Regions from separate parts of the Mus musculus genome. Here region 2 is linked to region 1. Evidence: chromatin contacts called from public Micro-C data. All regions are on one chromosome and are shown on one strand. Each heading gives the region's core, a stretch centred on a gene start, on an enhancer-like site or on the middle of the called end of the contact. The rest is flanking DNA. Distances are from core to core; before and after follow the strand shown. Region 1 has its middle 2.6 kb from the start of Gm25805. Region 2 overlaps Snx29 (sorting nexin 29).

Region 1 (4,202 bases), core at 442-2,941:
TAGGCACCAGGTTCTCAGCCATCGGACCTGGTGCTGAAGGAAGGAGAGGGCCGGGGGAGAGGGAGGCGCTGGGTGGTTCCCACGTGGGTAAGAGACCTTGGTCTGGTCAGTGGCTGGAGCGCAGGAAGGCCTTCTAACGGGAGGTTAGATGCGGCTGGTTATGGGAAAGCCTATCCCATTGTTGAAGCATAGTGGGCCTTGATGAGCAGAGACAGTCTCCGAGCTTTGTTGTAGGAAGGTAGGGAGAAAGAAGGTAGAAAGAGGGAGGCTGTCCATGGCCGCGTGGAGGGGGGTGGGGGGGAGGGAGAGAGAGGAGGGCTAGAGATGAGAGTAAGGATGGTGAGAGCTTAAAGAGTGAGGAGGGGCCAAGCAGCTCCTTTTATAGTGGGCTAGGCTATCTTGCTGTTGCCAGGTAACTGGGGGTGGAGTCTAGCCAGAATGCCAGGAGCTTGGGACTTTGCCTGACTTATAGACACAGAATCATGGAGTTGGGGACTCTGTGGTGTCAGGCACCTGACTCTGGGAACGTGGCTCGCTTTTCCGTCTCTTGTAGAGTTTTCTACTGGGTTGCCGGAGCAAGCCTCATTCAACCAAAATAGACTGCCTATCGTGGCCTCCCCCTCCCCTCCCCTCCCCTCCCCTCTCTCTCTCTCTCTCTCTCTCTCTCTCTCTCTCTTCTCTCTGTTATTTGAGACTAGAGAGATGGCTCAGTAGGAACGCCTGCTTCTTTCCCAGAGGACCTGGATTTGGTTTCCAGCACCCACAGCAGGTGGCTTGCATCCCCAATTCTAAAGAATTAGAATTAGAGTCTTCTTTGGGACTTTCACACATGTGCTGTACATAAACTCATGTAGACACATACTTATGTAAAAATGAACACATAAATGCCTAAGAAAGATGGGTTTACTTTCTTCTCTGTGACTGCCTGTTTGCCTGTACACGTGCTTTTTCGGTTTTTGTTTGTTTGTTTTTGGTTTTTCGAGACAGGGTTTCTCTGTATAGCCCTGGCTGTCTTGGAACTCACTTTGAAGACCAGAGCATGTTGGATCCCTTGGAACTGGAGTTGTAGAGGGCTCTGAGCCAGAACTGAACTGTAGCAAATGCTCTTAACCCATCTCTTCAGAACCCCGTTTTTCTTTTACTCTTCCCTACCCTGCTCCCCAGACAGGGTCTCAGTATGTAGCTCTGACTATCCTTGAACTCACCGTAGAACTCACAGAGATCCTCCAGAGCACTAAGACTAAAGGCATGAGCCACTACACCTGGCTCCCCTTTCTTTTTTTAATTGTGTGGGGAGGGAGTGTACAGCGGTGATCCCCTTGCTTCAGTTTCTCAGGTAGCTGAGACTAAATGTGCATCATTCTTTGGAATGAGGTGCCTGACCGGAGCTTTCCCCATTCCTCAGCTTTCTATTTTTTTTTTTTCTCCAAGATTTATTTATTATATGTAAGTACACTGTAGCTGTCCTCAGATACTCCAGAAGAGGGCATCAGATTTCATTACGGATGGTTGTGAGCCACCATGTGGTTGCTGGGATTTGAACTCGGGACCTTCGGAAGAGCAGTCGGCACTCTTAACCACTGAGCCATCTCGCTAGCCCTCAGCTTTCTATTTTTACCCGGTAATGTCCAAGTGTAAGAGACCATCATACCTCATCTCCCTGAGCTAGTCCTTCCTCCAAGTGACCACTAGAGGGCACAGGGACTGTGAGCTGAGGCTGAGCTTCGGGCCAACCCCGGGGGCAGGTGCCAGACAGAGTACTGAGCTTTCAGAAATAGAGCAGAGAAGGCCCTGCCTTATTGAACCCTAGGGAAACCAGGTCTGCAGGTAATTTTCCCTACGTCCCAGCGCTTCATGACCTTTAAGACAGGCAGTTGTCTGGGTGCATGCACACGTGGAAGTTCAGGGGGACCAGAAAAGCACCCAGGGTTCTGCAGTCCCTAGCCTTGACCCCAAAAGGCAGCTTGAAACCTCAGGGTCCTTTTCCAGACAGCCTGGCTGTATCTGAAAGCCCACAGGTAGGTACATTACAGGCTAGAATAACATTGTAATGTATCAGGCCGAGCTTCCTGAACAAGTTGGGTTTCCATTTACTGTAAACAATCCTGCTTGTCCAGTGAGCCACAGGCTGAAAGGAGGAAGAGGAACAGGCGTGCTGTGAGTGCTCAGCAACTGGATGAGGCTCAGTGGCAGCCTGGCTGTAGCTGGAACAGACAGGGCCTCCCAGAGAAGCCTGTGGGGAGCCTGTTTAGAGGTTGCCCCGTAAATACCAAGGGACTACAGACCTGGGCTAGGATCCAGCTCCATCTACCTGCACTCTAGTCACTCCGCTCCCAGGCTTCAACATATTTCATCTTGGACATGGGCATGCAGCTCAATGGGTAGGGCACTTGCATAGCACACAGGAAACCCTGGGCTCTCTCCTCAACACCACAGGAACTGTACATTGGGGTACATACCTGTAATCCCAGTACCTGGAAGGTGGAGCTCAAGGTCAACTGGATCCAATGAGACCCTGCCTCATAAGGGGTGGGGGGGGACTTGGCAGCAGAAAAAAGACAGCTCCTCCTGCCCTGTTGCCCTTAGCTCTACTCCCTCAGACTGCCCTCTGAACTGGTCCATTTGCACACTACAACGTGTGCTTGAGCCCACGCACACAATCAGTAGGCAGTTGTGTGGTCCCTGCCTATAATCTTTGGTCTGCAGATATAGGAGGCAGAGGCAGAAGGACCAGAAATTCAATGTCACCCTAAGGAACACAGTGAGTGTGAGGCCAGCCTAGGCTACAAGAGACCCTGCCTGACGCAAAGGAACAAATATGTGAAGAAACAAATGGAAGACGAGTCTGTGATGGGCTGGCAAGTGGGCTCCACAGCAAAGACCCCTGCCCTCATGCATGACAGCATGTGTCCAGTCCCCAGGGCCCACGGTGCAGGGAGAGAGCTGGCTCCCACAAATTGCCCTCAGACTCCACAGTTGTATAAATAAGTAAATAAAATATAAGTTTAAAATATTAAAGATAAGCCTGTTTGCTTCCAGCTGGGTTTCCTGAGCTTCAGGCAGCAGCGGGATGAAGGGAGGTGAGTGTGCCCAGAATGTAATTCATTTTAAAGTCTTAGCATAAGGAAGTGGGTGGCAGTGCAGTGGAAAAGCAAACCAGAAAAAGGAAACCAAAAAATGAACGACGTAGAAAAACAATGACAGCGGCTTCTCCTTCCTCCTCTTCCTCTCTTCTTCCTCCTCTTCTTCCTTGCTATGCTCCAAGGTCCAAGGCCTAGAGTCAAATGTCTGTTTGCATTGTTTTTGGACGTAAGGCGCAGTTCCGTAGCCCAGGCTTGGAACTCTGGATCCTCCTGCCTCTCCTACTGTGTTACGGGTGGGGTGTGTGCTACCACACCCTGAGGAGTCTCAGATGCCAACAGGAGATGGCTGACTATGCAAAGTAATAGATATTCACTGAGCTCCAGTTTGCATATAGAATAGCGGCATTTACAACTATAGCCTCATTGGCTGAGTGACCTGAAACTGGTCACTTACATCTTCTGTGCCTTGGTTTCTCCTCTTGTTAATAAGGGATAACAGTAACTATGAAAGAATGAATGTTAGCAGCTATCCTGGTACTCTGGAGGCTGGGTCAGGAGGTTGCCTGGAGGCCGGCCTGGGTTTCACAGTAGTTTCAGGCCAGCCTAGTCAACTAAGCAAGATCCTGTCAAATCAAAACCTGACCCAGAGAAGCAAGAAGGAAGGGGCTGGAGAAATGGTGCAGCAGTTAACAGCACTTGCTGTTCCTCTTAAGGAAGGACCTAAGTTCAGTTCCCAGGAGCCACTCCAGGAAGCTCACGACCACGTGTAACCCCCGCCCCAGGGCTCTCAGCCCCAATTCTAAACCATGGGATTACGTTTTTTGGTTTTTTTGCTTTTTGTTTTTCGAGACAGGGTTTCTCTGTATAGCCCTGGCTGTCCTGGAACTCACTTTGTAGACCAGGCTGGCCTTGAACTCAGAAATCCTCCTGCCTCTGCCTCCCGAGTGCTGGGATTAAAGGCATGAGCCACCACTGCCTGGCGATTTTATTTTTTATTTATTTATTTTTTTAAGAAGGAAGGAAGGAGAGGAAGAGGAGGGACAAAAGAGCCAGTGAGGTAACTCAGTGGGTTAAAGCACTCACCGAGGACTGAGTGACATTAGTCCCTGGAACACACAG
Region 2 (4,202 bases), core at 1,185-3,684, 2.8 Mb before region 1:
CATCATGGATTTATTATCTAAAAGCAATAGCTTAATATTAACAATATCTCTAACGTGGGTTGACATACCATGTACCAAACACACAAACCCAGCCTTGGGTTTACTGAAAGTTTGTACATATTAAGGGGAAAAGGAAGAGGAGGAAGAAGTTGAGGGTGAGAAACAGGAGAAAGAGGAAGCAGAAACAGTAGAAAACCTGAACTACTTGTACCTGAAACTTTGAGAAAAAATGTTTGCCAGCTTCTGGCCTTTGGCTTTGCAGTATAAACAGAGAGCACATGGTGACACTATCATCTGGAGATGATAAGATGTAAGGGCTGTGCACCCTTTAGAAGAAGACTACAGAGGTCAGAACTGTGTTCTACCCCCAGCTCAGCAATGTCATAAAGAAGTGCAGAATTCACCTACCTGTCCAGCATCTAAAAGACACACAGAATAGAGTCCAAATAACACAAACAGCGGCTTCAGATGCGGCTCAGCTGGCAGGTACTTGCCTAGAATACATGAATTCTTAACTGATTCTCAGCACTGCCTAAAACAGATGCAATGCTGCATGCTTGTGACCTCAGTATTTAGGAGATGCAGACAAGAATTCCAGGTCATTCTCTACTAAAAAGGAATTCTAAGGTCAACTTGGGATACATAAGACATGGTTGGTTGGAAGGAAGGAGGGAGGGAAGAATGAGTGAGCCAACAAACAAGGAGGGAAGGAAGGAAGGAAGGTTTGAGCACCTTTGGAAGGGTAAACAAAGCCCTTCCCCAAAGCATCCATCACCAGCCCCGAGAAGCTGACACCATTGTCTCACCTCCTAATCTGTGTGTGAGAGTTTAGCTAAGCTCTGACTCCTCCTTGGCTGAGTGAAGATCCTCATCACACCTAGCAATGCAGGACAAACACAGAGATTACACCAGAGCACATTTGGAGCTATGCCTGGCTGCTGGCACACGTAAATGTGGCCACACTCCACTGTTTCTCATTACCCTCTCTTCCTAAAGTTTTCTTAAGTAGACTAGGTCAAAACTGGGAAGATGGGAGAGCCAGCTACATAGCTGGTGCATGTGCATGCGAGTGCAGGGCCGGCAGTGGCAACTGCAGTAACCAGCTCGCCTCTCAGAGGCTTTGAGAAGCACAGCATGGGGTGTGAAGACATGGATACAATAAACTGAGTCAGCCTCCTTCTACTCATCCTCCATGATACCGAGAGAAGTCCAGGCATGGCGGTACAGACTTGTCATCCAAGCTACTCAGGAAGATGAGGAATGACTTCAAGTTCAAAAACAGCCTGCGCTATACAGCAAGTCTTTGAACAACCTAGATGACTTTGTGAAACTTGTCTCATAATAAGTGAAGATGGCTGGGGATGTGGCCAGTGGTGAGTGCTTGTCTACAGCTGGGGAGTGCCATGTGGTCCTGATGTCTGCCTCCAGCACAGAAAATCAAAAATGAGAATCTAAGTCAGGCAGAGTAGGCATGTCTATAATCCGAATAACCAGGAGACCGAGACAAGAGAGTCATAAGTTCAAGGACAGCCAGATATATAGAACCTTAGAGAAAGTACCGAGCTCAAACCCCCAAAACCAGGTGGTCTCCATGAGCTGGGAACGCATGCCCTGGCTGTCCTGTGCTATAAGCATGATGAGGTTCTGTCACCCAGGTGACTGTCCCAGCCCCAGGGCCCTACTTCCTGCTCCATTCCTCCCTTCCCTGTACTATCTGTTAGCAGCAAACTGCTACTCTCTTCAAGTACCTAGGATTACTACAGTGCGCCTTGCAGAAAATGCTGAGTGAACAGAGCTAAAAGGGGAGAGAAAAAGAACCTTCTCCATCCCACGATTCATGGGTGGGCAAGCGTAGCACACAAGCCCGTCACTGGCATGCCTCTGCTCCCGTGCCAGGGAGGTGCGGCTGAGCAGCAAGGCAGACTGTGCGGGAGGCATGCTCGCTGGACACCCAAGCACATGTTTATTCATTTTTAGAAAGCCTGCGGTGCCCTCCCCCTTATCCCATGAAATCTGACCATCCTACTCAGCTTCTATTCCTGTCCCTTGCTCATTTGCGTAATTTTAACACTGCAGAATATAGCTAGCCTAAGAATATTTTTTATAATTACACCCATCACAGGAACTGTCAGTATCTAATGAAGGATAATTTCAGCTATTATAAGAAGCTTAAAAGATCATTTTCATGAATAATTCGTAATATGAATCATTAAATTCAAACAATGTCAGAAATTTCAAAAAAAGAGAGAGAAAAAAAAGAAGGAAAAAAAGAAAAGAAAAGAAAAATATTTTAGGTGCCTAAAAGTCACTCTCCCTTTAAAGGCAGAGTCTGACGAGCTCGGAAACCCAAGGTTGAGTGACAGTGGGGAGGAAGTAATGTGGAGGTTGGGTTGGAGGTTTCTTCTGGCCCTGCCTATCTCTCCAGCTCAGCTCAGCCCTGCTCCTGCTGCCCACACCCAAGATGCAAGCCCTGAGCCCCTCGGCCTCCATTCTAGTGTACCTGCCCAACCCGCTTCCTCTGCCAAAACAGGAAACACCCTGGTCTGGAAACAGAATGAATGCACACAGTGCTGGCTCTGCTGGTAAATACCCTGAGCACCCAGATCCAGCCATAGCTGGTTTCAACTGTCTGCTAAAGGCGAGGGAAGTTAGAGTAAAGCGGCAGGCCTCACAGACCTTTCTAACAGCAGGATCACAGGTCTCCTGTCTAGGCTGGGCTAAAGCCCAGGAAGCGGACTGCAGGCTGGCTGCTGGGGTGGGAATGTGCTTGAATGCTGCTGGAGGGATAGTCAAGATCTAGATCTAGATGACACTGACTTCCAGGGCTGCCATCTGTCCCTATCGGAGGCACTGAGGTCTTTGTGCTCACCCCCGCCCCCACCTGCCAGCCTATACATGCAGAGAATGATTTGTGAGCAGACAGCACACCCATGGTGATTCCAATATTCTGATACCGAAAGGATGACCCAGAAAAGTTCTATTAAGTGACAGTGTTACCTGGAAAAGACAAGGCAGGTCTGGGACCTCCAATTCCTCCAAAGGTCAGCTGATAACTATTTTAGTGTGTATTTTAGAGGACACCCCCTTCCTGTCTCTGCTGGAACTATCTAGCTATACAACTGCCTCATGAAAGCAGCCATCAGTGATACTAACAAATAGGTGTGGGCATGTCACAATAGAACTAGATCTACAGTTCAAATCCCAGCACCCAGATAGCAGCTCACAGCCTATAAACTCCAGTGCCACGTAATCTAATACCCTCTGCACAAACACATATGCAAGCATGTGCTGCACAAACATACAGCCAAGGAAATATACAGAATTTTTTTTAAAAACTGGGTTTACAAACAAGGCAGCTTGTTCCCAAGCCAACCCAGTATGCTCGAATCACATTTGGAGAGAAAAATGTAGAGCAGGTACACGTATCAGAGAGCCTAAGGTCTGTCTGTGTACATTCATATGTATCATTCATTTCTGGTTACTTAGAGAACTAGAAGAGATGGGTGACTAGGGATCATTATATTGCTGTTCAAAACCTGATAAAATATTCAATTACACAAAAAAGAGAATGGGACACAAGCTACCTCAGGACTGCTCCCACTGAAGCTAGTTCTCTTGTGATAGAGTCAAATCCCAAAAAACAGCCCTCTATAATTCATACTCATGTGGGGAAAGGGGAAAAATAATAACTGAGAATCCAAGAAGATAAATTTTATGCTGTCTTCCAAAAACCAAGCCAACAAAAGATAAAGAGTAGTTTAAAGTTGTGTGACCCCAGCCTGTGACCCTCTGTTACGTGGCAGTTATTGGGGAGGAGGGGTAGGCTGAGTCTGTGCCTGTTCCAAATGACACAACAGCAGGTGTGTGTGTGTGTGTTTCAACTCTTGTCTAGAATATACTGTATATGTACCTTAGATTCAACGGAGTGTATATGTGTATGTAACTTGGATTCAACTCTATATGTAAGTATATGTGTATGTAACTTGGATTCAACTCTCATTTAAAAAAAAATAAAGCTACTAGAAAAGCATGTTTTTAAGTAGCAACAGATGTTTTTAAGTAGCCTCCATCTTGGCTGATGACCTCATGATGATGTAAGCAGCCATGTGGCTGGCACCCATCTTTACTAATGTTAAAGAGTATGTATCGTGTGAGTTAACCACCATTTTCAGATAACCACTGGGCAAATGCCACATTCAGCA

What was found. Hi-C and Micro-C count contacts between places; a contact is called where the count stands out from the background.
Region 2: a Micro-C map of undifferentiated spermatogonia shows a contact between it and region 1, with 25 times the contacts expected there. The contact joins two enhancer-like sites.

Annotation. Positions count from the first base shown.
Region 1 is chr16:8,766,755-8,770,956 of GRCm38.p6, reverse strand. No RefSeq gene overlaps it. Among named protein-coding and RNA genes, the nearest start is that of Gm25805, 2.6 kb to the right of the region's middle. Within about 2 kb of position 1,691, at least 67 of the 459 cell types and tissues checked have an H3K27ac peak or open chromatin away from gene starts, as enhancers often do.
Region 2 is chr16:11,524,908-11,529,109 of GRCm38.p6, reverse strand. All of the region lies in intron 14 of Snx29 (sorting nexin 29), which reads right to left. Among named protein-coding and RNA genes, the nearest start is that of Gm32100, 57 kb to the left of the region's middle. Within about 2 kb of position 2,434, at least 99 of the 459 cell types and tissues checked have an H3K27ac peak or open chromatin away from gene starts, as enhancers often do.